3 separate regions of the Mus musculus genome follow, and regions 2 and 3 are each linked to region 1. The links are chromatin contacts, called in public Hi-C maps. All regions are on one chromosome and are shown on one strand. The core of a region is the stretch at or near the end of the contact, and the rest is flanking DNA. Distances in the headings are between cores, read along the strand shown. Region 1 has its middle 220 kb from the start of Gm31610. Region 2 overlaps 7530428D23Rik (RIKEN cDNA 7530428D23 gene). Region 3 has its middle 30 kb from the start of Gm31552.

What was found. A called contact is a pair of places that touch in the nucleus more often than the background predicts.
Region 2: a Hi-C map of myocytes shows a contact between it and region 1, with 3 times the contacts expected there. The contact joins two enhancer-like sites. A contact is called at or near these places in 2 of 484 Hi-C or Micro-C datasets (the N1E-115 cell line and myocytes).
Region 3: a contact with region 1 is called in a Hi-C map of myocytes, with 4 times the contacts expected there. The contact joins two enhancer-like sites. A contact is called at or near these places in 1 of 484 Hi-C or Micro-C datasets (myocytes) and 1 of 115 datasets of contacts at active chromatin or transcription factors (heart atrium).

What each region holds. Positions count from the first base shown.
Region 1 is chr3:21,270,893-21,274,309 of GRCm38.p6, reverse strand. No RefSeq gene overlaps it. Among named protein-coding and RNA genes, the nearest start is that of Gm31610, 220 kb to the left of the region's middle. Within about 2 kb of position 1,924, at least 10 of the 459 cell types and tissues checked have an H3K27ac peak or open chromatin away from gene starts, as enhancers often do. A contact at or near this core is called in heart atrium and myocytes, where this site is marked.
Region 2 is chr3:21,759,490-21,762,906 of GRCm38.p6, reverse strand. All of the region lies in intron 1 of 7530428D23Rik (RIKEN cDNA 7530428D23 gene), which reads left to right. Among named protein-coding and RNA genes, the nearest start is that of 7530428D23Rik, 40 kb to the left of the region's middle. Within about 2 kb of position 1,511, at least 47 of the 459 cell types and tissues checked have an H3K27ac peak or open chromatin away from gene starts, as enhancers often do. A contact at or near this core is called in myocytes, where this site is marked.
Region 3 is chr3:20,790,910-20,794,326 of GRCm38.p6, reverse strand. No RefSeq gene overlaps it. Among named protein-coding and RNA genes, the nearest start is that of Gm31552, 30 kb to the left of the region's middle. Within about 2 kb of position 1,631, at least 10 of the 459 cell types and tissues checked have an H3K27ac peak or open chromatin away from gene starts, as enhancers often do. A contact at or near this core is called in heart atrium and myocytes, where this site is marked.

The sequences.
Region 1 (3,417 bases), core at 675-3,174:
TTTGTGTAAACTGAGCCTATTGCCTCACATCTAACAGATAGAATGTGGCAGATGACAGGGTATCTATTACATTTCTCTTCACTATGGCTAAACATCTGACAAGAAGCAAGTAAAGGAAAGTAAATTTTATTCTGGCTCTTGGATTGAGGTTATAGTCCATCATGGTGGAAGGGCAGAGAATTTGGAATAATAGAAAGCTACAGTAGGAACTATGCTACTATGCCTGTCCATATCTGTATGTATCAAGTAGTGGGAAACAATAGAAAGTGGGGCCAAGCTATGAACATCAAGGACTACCCTCTATAGTTCTACTTACTTCAGGTAATCCCCACCATTCTAGGATTTCAATGCTCCAACAATCATCATTATCTGAGGACTAAGTGTTCTAATATGGTAGTTTTGGGGGGACATTCTTCACCTATCCAGTAACAGATGTTAATTTTGATGCCTGATTACATACATGAGCTTTCTGTCTGTGAGGGAAGTTCTTTCTCAGTACCTCTTGAATGATGTACCCTGAGGGAAGTCATCTGCAAAACCATAAGGCAATGTCAGGCCCATGGGAGAAAGCGTGAAATCTGGTTTTCAGAAGCCTGTTAAAAGCTTTGAGAATAAGCAATAGAGCAAGTCCTTCCCGATCCAATGCTTAAAATAACTGCAGTCCAGCCAAACCTTGATTATAGGTCATGAGGGAACAGGATCTCAAACTACTAAGCTAAGCTGATATAGCCAACTTCCGCTGTTTTCAGCCTTTAAAGGATGAGACAATAATTCATGCAGAAAATGATAAAAAATACATTAGTGCCTCAGAGGAAAAACTATACTATAATATTCCAATTGCTATTATGCAATGTTCTGTGAGGAAACACTTCTCATCTGTTGAGTAAGATGACATTTCCAGTGAGTTCATCATTCCCCCAAAGAGCTTTTTCTTCCAGTTTGTTCTCTTCCATCTCCACTTGCTTCCTGGAGCTTTAGCCTTTCTGTTCTTTTAGTTGCAAAGTGAAACTATCTATCACTGTTGAAAAGGCTGAAGCTATTGCTCAGATGGTAGAGCCATTGCCTAATGGTATAGTTGATCTCCATAACTGCACAAACCAGGCACAGTGGTATCCATTTGCCTTTCTAGCTGGGGAAGAGATGTTAAGATCAGGAGTTCAATGTCATCTTTGACTATATAGTGAGTTTGAGGTTGACCTGGGTTACACATGACCCTGTCTCGGAATGATGAAAGAAAGAAAGAAAGAGAGAGAGAGAGAGAGAGAGAGAGAGAGAGAGAGAGAGAAGAAAGAGGAAAAAGAGAGGAGTGCAGAAGGAAGGGTAGCTAAAAGGAGTGTGGTTTTGTCCTTGTATGACCTTAGAATGATTCAAAGTGATGTCTGTAAGGCCCATGCTAGATTGGTGGGTTCTTATATAGTTTTCTATCCTGCTTTACCTTGTGCCAAGTACTGATCACTGTTGTGTGTGATTACCTTAGACCACTGTAATACCAACTTTAAAGGGGCTTTCCCAGTGTTGCACTTAGTAAGTGGAAGGCTGGAATATTTTATTATTGTGGTGGTGAAGATCTAACCTAGTGCCTCTAGCCAAGTGCTCAGTAACCTCCACTATGGATCTGAAATGTGAGCACAGTCCTGACCGTGAGGACCTAAGCCTTCTCTCCTCTAGTCAAGGATCTTCTCCACAGGAATGGGCTGGAGAATCCAGTGGGCTGCTGCCTGTGCCCTTGAAAAGAGGCAGCTGGAACTGACCTTAAATGCCGTTCCAAATGTGGGCGGGCGGTGCTTGAACTAGCTGTTTGCTTTGATTGTCAAGATCAGGAGCACCTGACCATCACAAAGGAAAAATCAGAGGATTGAGACATTTGGCTGAATGGAATGGAAACTCCTGGGTGATGCCTGTATCTAAGACAACCATGTCAAGGACAGAGGCTGGCCATGTGAGAATCCGTCATGTGCTGGAGCACTTAGGGAATGCCTCACAGATCCTGGGTCATCCTGACACCTGTCACTGACTCAGCTATTTTTAGGAGGTGTTAAGAGTTTAAAATGCAGCAAAATCTCAGATTTTAACAAGGGTTTTGGTTCTATTTTAACAATAAGATAGTCTTTTGTTTTTGTTATTGTTTTGAAACAGTCTGTTCTGAAACTCACAGGCCTCATGATTCAGTATCCTAATTGCTGATTGCTGAAATTAGAGGTAAAATTAGCTCAGTGCCACCAGACTGATCTCTAGTCCTCTCCCAAAGCACTTCATTTAACTTCCATCTCTTTTCTTTTTTGGGGCGGTGGGGTGGGGTGGGAGAAGGGTGCAGGGCTTTTATTGATTATAACTCACTACGTAGCTTAGTCTGGCCATGAACTGGTGGCAATCCTCCTGGCTCAGACTCCTGTGTGCTGGGTTTACAGATTTGCCACCATGCCTGGCAAAAACAACTTTTAAAAAGCTAATTGGCACTAGTATGATTTTGAAGTAGGATTTCAGTTTAACATTTTAACAATATTGTTTTTTATCATTTTTTAATTTTACAATTAATTTCTTCAGAATAAATCCTTTATATTTCTTTCTTTTAAAAGTCTGCATAGTTTCTTATCATAACTTTGGAAAACACATTACATAATTATTAAAATAATTTTTCTCATATACAGGCTATACATTCAGTGAAACTGTGATGAGCAAGTTTATCTTCTTTCACTGTCTGGCATCTGAAGGTTCTTTTCACATAATTTCCAGATTTTTTTCTTCCTCTTATTTTTCATTCTTACATCTGAAATGAACACTATATCTAGTAAGATAGCTCAGAAGATAGACCATGTAAGGATGGCTTTGATCTTTAGCATAATAGTATAAGTTTATAATCTCAGCACTGGCAATATAGAGGCAAACAAAAAGCTTTGGTTTTGCTGGCCAACTAGCCTAGTTGACAAGCTACAGGCAACTGAGAGACCATTGAGAGAAGCAGAGACAGAGGTAGAGAGAGAGACAGGGAGACAGAGAGACAGGGAGACAGGGAGACAGAGAGACAGAGAGAGAGGCAGAGGCTGAAACAGAGACAGAGAAGGAGAACAGAGTTTCAGAGACAATACCAGGAGATTTGTTTTGCTGTTCTGCACAAACATGCTTGAGCACTTGCACAAACAGAAACTTTGCACATGCAAGTGTAAGTGTGCACCCCTACCCACCGCTTACATACACAGGAAGGAAAATTAATTGGGAAGAAAATATGAGCAAGCATATTTTGTTTCTTTTCCAATTGCACTCCTCTCAAGTGCCAATTCTCTTCATTCAAGACACAGGGGAACTGCAGCTGTTTGAGAGTGGGCAGAAGCGGGATGGAATTACACGGACACCACCATATGTGTATTGTGTAGAGTCCCTTGATTATTCAAAAAACTTCTTGAAGCTTCCTAGAAAGAA
Region 2 (3,417 bases), core at 262-2,761, 490 kb before region 1:
TTAGAAGTAGTCTCCTATGAAACACTCTCATAGGTCAATAATCTTGTTTTTATTTAACTTATCATTATCCTTTGTATTTAACAAGAACAATTTAAAAAAATTCTTAAATGGACAAATGGATTAAAAGAAAGGCAATGAAAATGGTCAAAGTGATACAATATATTTTTTTAAATCCCTTTCTGATCTCATTCTAACATGGGTCACTAATCAGTTAAATTTGAGGTACATACCATTTAAGACTAATTTATTTCAAAGGACACCAGAGTCCTGACAAAAGATTCACAGTGTCTTAGTTTACTCTGAGGCTTCCTGGAAAAGTGGAGTTCAGGAAGGAGAAAGGCAGCCTAGATATGGGCAGGCCATGGCCTTTCCCTCACCTAGGTCCTGTACAGGTACCTAGCAGCCACTGAGAAAGGAAGACATTCCAAGCAATTCTGGGAAGGCAGATTGATAGTCGTGCTGTTAGCTTCTAAAGAATTCTGTAACTCAGCTAAAGCAAAAAATGGCTGGGCTGCAGGTATTTTTGCTGAGGAAGTGGCACCTGTGGTCAGCAAGTCTGGGCAAAGTTCTGCTAGGTTAGAGGTAAGCCTCATCTGATTTTCAGAGAATCTGGGCAAAATAGAATGCACGTCCCAAAAGAAATGAGGATGGGACAGCCACACTGTTTCCTGAAGGGAAAATGGTGTGTTTGTGGAAGATCCTGTGTGGCATATTTGTGGGCTGGGGGGTGGTGGTGAAGCATGTTGGCACGGAGAGTGGAGACTCTAGGGTGAGTGGAAGCTTGCCAGTCTGCCTCAGCTATGATGCAACATCATCAGCCGTGGCACCACCCTGAAAACCACTGTGTTTGGAGCCAGGGATATACTCAGATGTGCCAGTGCCAATGTATTTTGCATCATAATTAAAGCAACATGGCCACTAATTCTTACCCAGAAATTCTCATCTCCTAGGTCTGCAGACAAATGGCTTTTGCTTTCAGGAGCAGGAAACTTTGAAGAACTTATGCAGTCTCCTTCTTGCCTCGAATAAGGTGGAGCATTACTAATGCTGAACCCACAGAAAAGAGACCTGAGTATAAGTAGACCAAAATCTTCCAGACTTCCTACTTTGGCCAAAATAGCACAGAAAGAAGGCTCTAAGTGCTTGGTTCCTTCTAGCCCCAGGTCTCAGTCATAGTCCTATTATCACCGACAAAATTGATGTGCCATATTTTGTTGAGATTCTTTCCTTTAAGCTAAATATGGTGAAGGCCTTCCTAACCATTGAAACATGGGGGTACAGTACTAACCCCACAGGTCATAATGCAAGGAGTATTAGCAATACCCAGGCTTGGATTCTATGTAAGTTGAGTTCTGGCTAGGGCTGAAAGTGGAAACAATCACTATTGGCTTGCAAAAAATTTACTTGGGTGATAATTTGAAGATGGAGATCTTGGCTATGTATGACAGACCACAATGCCTTTAGCCAAAGAACAAAAGCTCAACCCCAAATCAGAATGTTTGGTCTTTCTTGCCAAACAAATTCATGTTTGGGAACTTCTAGGCAGCTGTCTGGGATTACCTACTGCTTAGTCATAGAGATGAAGTATTAGTGTGATTAAGTAGCTGTGTATTCTTCTGTCAAGTTGGTATTTACATCAGGGGTATCTGAGTCCCTATAAGGACTTTCTGTTGTCTGCAGGTGAGGTAGGAAAGGTGGGGTAAGAGGAGACAGTGAAGCTTCTCCTCTGGTCATAACTCTTGGATATCTGTGTTCTTCCCTCTTCTCAATGTCTAAACTTTCATTCCTTCTTGCCTGGGTGATTTATAATCCTCTGACTTCATCTTTCCTCCTTTGACCCTTGTCCTTATCTGAACTCTGTTCTCGTCTCTCCATGAGCTAGCTTATCTTTCAACTAACTTCCTACTTAAAGTAAAACTCAGGCCATGTCTTTGTCTCAATAACTTCACATTTCATAATCTTATACTGAAGACTAGCCACAGACCCTTCAGGACATTTAAAGCTTGTTTTCTATTTGTGTTTCCCAACTGAAATCTTTATATTTTTCCCCCATATTTTTGAGACTTGTTGTAAGTAGTAGAAACAGTGGTGAGCAAAACAGTCCTGTTTCTTACTGCTTCTGTCAGGTCCATGAGCTCAAACTCCCGGATATTCCCTCTGGGCTTCAGCTACTTGGGCCTCAGCACATACCATCCTATCTTTCTGGGAGACTTTTCCTTCCAGGCTCTGGTTAACATACTTTAGGGCTTAGTTTAAGCACTCACTTTCCATGAAGCTTCTTGTGGTTTATGTTCTGTGCCCCTGATGAGGTCAAGAGATTATTCTTGGTTGATAGGGTGTTCTCTACCTCTCATGGTAGTCACTTCTGAATACACAGACTCAAGTTCTATCTTTTCCTTCTTTTGGGGGAATAGCAATGTACAATGAGCTTAAAGATTCAGCTTTAAAAACTGGTCCTAGTTTCATTTCTGTTGCTGTGATAAAATAAAAGGATTTATTTCAGCTTACAATTTTAGATTAGTGCCTATTATGGTGGAGAAGTCAAGACAGGAGCTTCAAACAAAGAGTCACATCATATCCATAGTCAAGAGTGGAGAGGAATTAATGAATTCATGTTAATCTGCTCACTTGTTTGTGCTCACCTTGATTTCTTTTCTTGTTCTTTTTTCAATTTTTTTATTAGATATTTTCTTCATTTACATTTCAAATGCTATCCCGAAAGTCCCCTATACCCTACCCCTGCCCTGCTCCTCTACCCACCCACTCCCAGTATTTGGCCCTGGCGTTCCCCTGTACTGGGGCATATTAAGTTTGCAAGACCAAGGGTCCTCTATTCTCAATGATGGCCGACTAGGACATCTTCTGCTACATATGCAAGTAGAGACACAAGCTCTCGAGTGTACTGGTTAGTTCATATTATTGTTCCACCTATCGGGTTGCAGACCCCTTCAGCTCCTTGGGTACTTTCTCTAGCTCCTCCATTAGAGGCCCTGTATTCCATCCGGTAGAAGACTATGCGTATCCACGTCTGTATTTGCCAGGCACTGGCATAGCCTCACCAGAGACAGCTATATCAGGGTCCTGTCAGCAAAATCTTGCTGGCATGTGCAATAGTGTCTGCGTTTGGTGGCTGATTATGGGATGGATCCTTGGATGGGGCAGTCTCTGGATGGTCCATCCTTTCATCTCAGCTCCAAACTTTGTCTCTGTAACTCCTTCCATGGGTATTTTGTTCCATATTCTAAGGAGGAATGAAGTATCCACGCTTTGGTCTTCCTTCTTCTTGATGTTCTTGTGTTTTGCAAATTGTATCTTGGATATTCTAAGTTTCTGGGCTAATATCCACTTATCAGTGAGTGCATATCAAGTGAGTTCTTTTGTGATTGGGTTACCTCACTCAGGATGATATCCTCCAAA
Region 3 (3,417 bases), core at 382-2,881, 480 kb after region 1:
ATAAATACAATAACCAATTTTTATAGGAGTCAGATTTTTGGAAACTATTTTCTATGTTTCAGAATGTAACTTCTGAATTAGAATTCCACAAAAGAAATCTTAAATCCCACACCTTCTAGTCATGTTTTCATATGTGATCAGGCATTACATTTTCCCTGAGAGCCTAATTACTCTTATTTAATATATGATCCTGAATAAACTTGGTTATACGGTTTGTGTGCAAAGGTTATCATAGATGCCACAAGCTAGAATTAGATATGAAAGGCTTAAGCTGACTCAAAATCGGTTATGGGAAGAAAATAGTCTGGTGAATTATTTGGTAGAAAATATTAAAACAAAGAGAATCATTTGCCAGTACTACAATGACACATCTGTGTAGTCATTTAATTAATAAATGCCTGCTTCCTATGGCACAGACACTTTTCTAAATACTGGAGTCTATAAAAGGTTTAGTAAGACAAGATCATTTTACTTAAAGAGTCTGGAGTCTAGTCAGATGGGGTATCTCATTAATAATGCAAGGCAGATTATTCCAATACCATTAGAAAAGCAGATAATTTAATCTGAGAGCAGAGACTAAGCAATACTTTTAGGACCCAAGCACAGGGGAAATTCACTGTGGCTCCAGTCATTTAAAATTTACTTCAAAAAGAGCTGTAATATCTGAGCATACAAATGCATAGAGCACAACATTCCATGTAAATAAAAGCCAGTGAGCAGTCAAGAAAGCCTAAAGGACCTTGAAAAGCAAATAAGTAATTTGAGTTCTAAGGCAGGGCAGAGGAGAGGGCTGCATCTTTGGTTTTCACTGGTAGATCCCCTAGTAGAGTGTTTATCACCTGACAAGTTCTTAATATTTTAAAAACAAATTAATGAGGAGTTAGTTGTAGTGAATATACAGTTTTTAACAATTGATTACTAACCAAAGAATATACTACTGGGGTTATGGGCATAGTTCTGTGGTAGAATATTTTTCTAGCATGTCTAGATCCTGGGTTCAAGCCTGAGACATGGTATAAAACCAAAATGATAATTTGACAGCACACACACACACACACACACACACACACACACACACACACACCACTATGCAAGTATGCAGGATGTTAGGATGTTTTCGTTTTGAAATGATTCCTTGTGGCTCTTTATTGTCTGTTTCCCTAGCCATGTATGGCCAAATCCAAGTAATCAGACTCCTTCTTGTGGTAACTTTAAATGCCTGCATTAGGAACAGACATATGGTATTCTATTTTTAGAGTTTAATAGGCATGATCTTTGAGGAAAATCTTGTAATATATTCAAAAAATGTTTGACAGAATTAATGTCATCAAAGAAATCACCGAAGTACAGAGTTCAGCCTAAGTTTCACTAGAAAACTGAAGTTAGAAGAAAGGAGTAGAAAATAGAAGGTAGGGTACTTGAAAGTATTGCTGATAAAATGGAAAGAAGATGGATTAAAAATGCAAAAATCAAAAACTTAATAGTATATGCAACATAATCAAACACATAATATTTCTGTCTTGGTCTCAGGACATGAGAGTTCTTGTTGCATTCTGTTAGTTGGACATTTCCCCTTGGAAGACTCCCCCAGGGAGTGGTGGAATGTTCCTGGCATGCAGAGAGAATTTCTAGCAGTCATATTCAGTCTAAAATATCTTTGAGCCAGTTGTTACAGCTTAAGCTGAGGCTAGAGTACAGATGAGGCCAGGCGAAAGTTTGTATTTCTGTTCAAACACACACACACACACACAAATATTTTATTGCTATTTAATACTTTTAATTACTATTTAATCAAGTTAAGAAAATTATTTATACACAATCCAATGCTATTGACCAGTTTGGTATTGGTACCATCAATAGTCCCCTGGCTAACCAAATGTATTAAAGTACTTGCCCTTTTTCATCACAGTGTTTCCCCTTTCTTCCTGTATTATCTATAACATTTTCTGTTTTCCAGCATTTTATCTGAAATAACTTTTCTGTTTGCTAATATTAGTGGCTTATTTATCTACTGATTTCCTTAATTCTATTATCATTTCACAAACCAATTTTAAGTTTATAGGCTTCGTTCATATTATTGATTGGATTTTAATATCTCTTTTAATTTTAACTTTTCTAATACTAGATAGCTTCAGTATTTCTACTGATTTCTACTGATACTTATCAATGCTCTCTTTCTGATGATTATTTGTTTTTTTCTTCTTTTGGTATGGGAGTCCTGGAGTGTCACCTAGAATAAAAGAGTCTTTCCTCCAGGGGTGAAAGCTTAAAGGAGAAAGAAAGCCATACCTTTTGAATCAAGCCAGCATGGATGTCAGTCATATGGTAAACAGCCACATGGGAGGAAAGGAATCTTAGAGAAAGAATGAGAAATCCCAAGAACACAGAGCACCAACTTAGGTTATGGCCAACATCTGAAAGAAAGACAGAAGAGAAGAAAAGAAAAAAATATGCATTTTTTTTGAGTCAGGACTCAGGATGGCACATAGGCCCTGAGCGCAATGAGATGGACATGCTGGGAAGGAAAAAGGCATCATCTTTCAAAGATCTAATTATTCCTTCTGTTTCTTCAGCAAGTATGGCTTTAGGTAAACCTGCTTTCCTGAGAGGAAGACTCTCAACCAGACGATTTACATGCTTAAATCTAAAATTCCCTAAGGGAGGAGACAATAGCATATTTCAACACAAAGGTACATTCTATTGTTTTGGCTAATAGGCAATAGCTTTCCCTTAGCAGGCCTTTAATGATGTTGTAACATTTCTTCCAAGTTGGTAAAGTGATAGGATCATATATATTCACTTTTAGGACTCCCTTTTTTCTGATATAAAAATCTGAAACTACAGTTTTCTTAAAAGAAATATTTCAGAGGTATTATACCCATACAGCTTTGCGATGCTGCTCTCATTATCTCTCATTGCAAAACATTACTTGCCCGTTTTTATTCTAGTTTGATATTTTTCTCATGTTATGAAATTTATTTATATATATTGAAATTTTAAAAATACAGTTCTATACACTTATATCTGTTTGAATTTTTAAACTTTTTTTCACTGTGGTCAGTTAACATATTCTGTGTAGGTTTAATGACAAGTTGTACATGTCTGTGTTAATCATAATCTACAATTAGGAGATTCTATGATTTCAATTAAAAGACCCATAAATCTAGGGGTATAATAATAAGTTATTTGGAGTCAGTTTAATAGTATGCCTATTTATGAGAGTAATAGTATTAGATTCTCCCTTAGTACTTATGACCCGTTTAGCCATGAATCCTTAGACTCATACGGTTTTAGGTATATGTTGCTCAGCCCAAAATGGGATATCTATATCATACATCCTCCCCCAAATGCTTAGGGATCATTATGTAAGAGTGAGAAAAAGAGTATGAAGGCCAGAGGCTGTAGATGACTACAGTG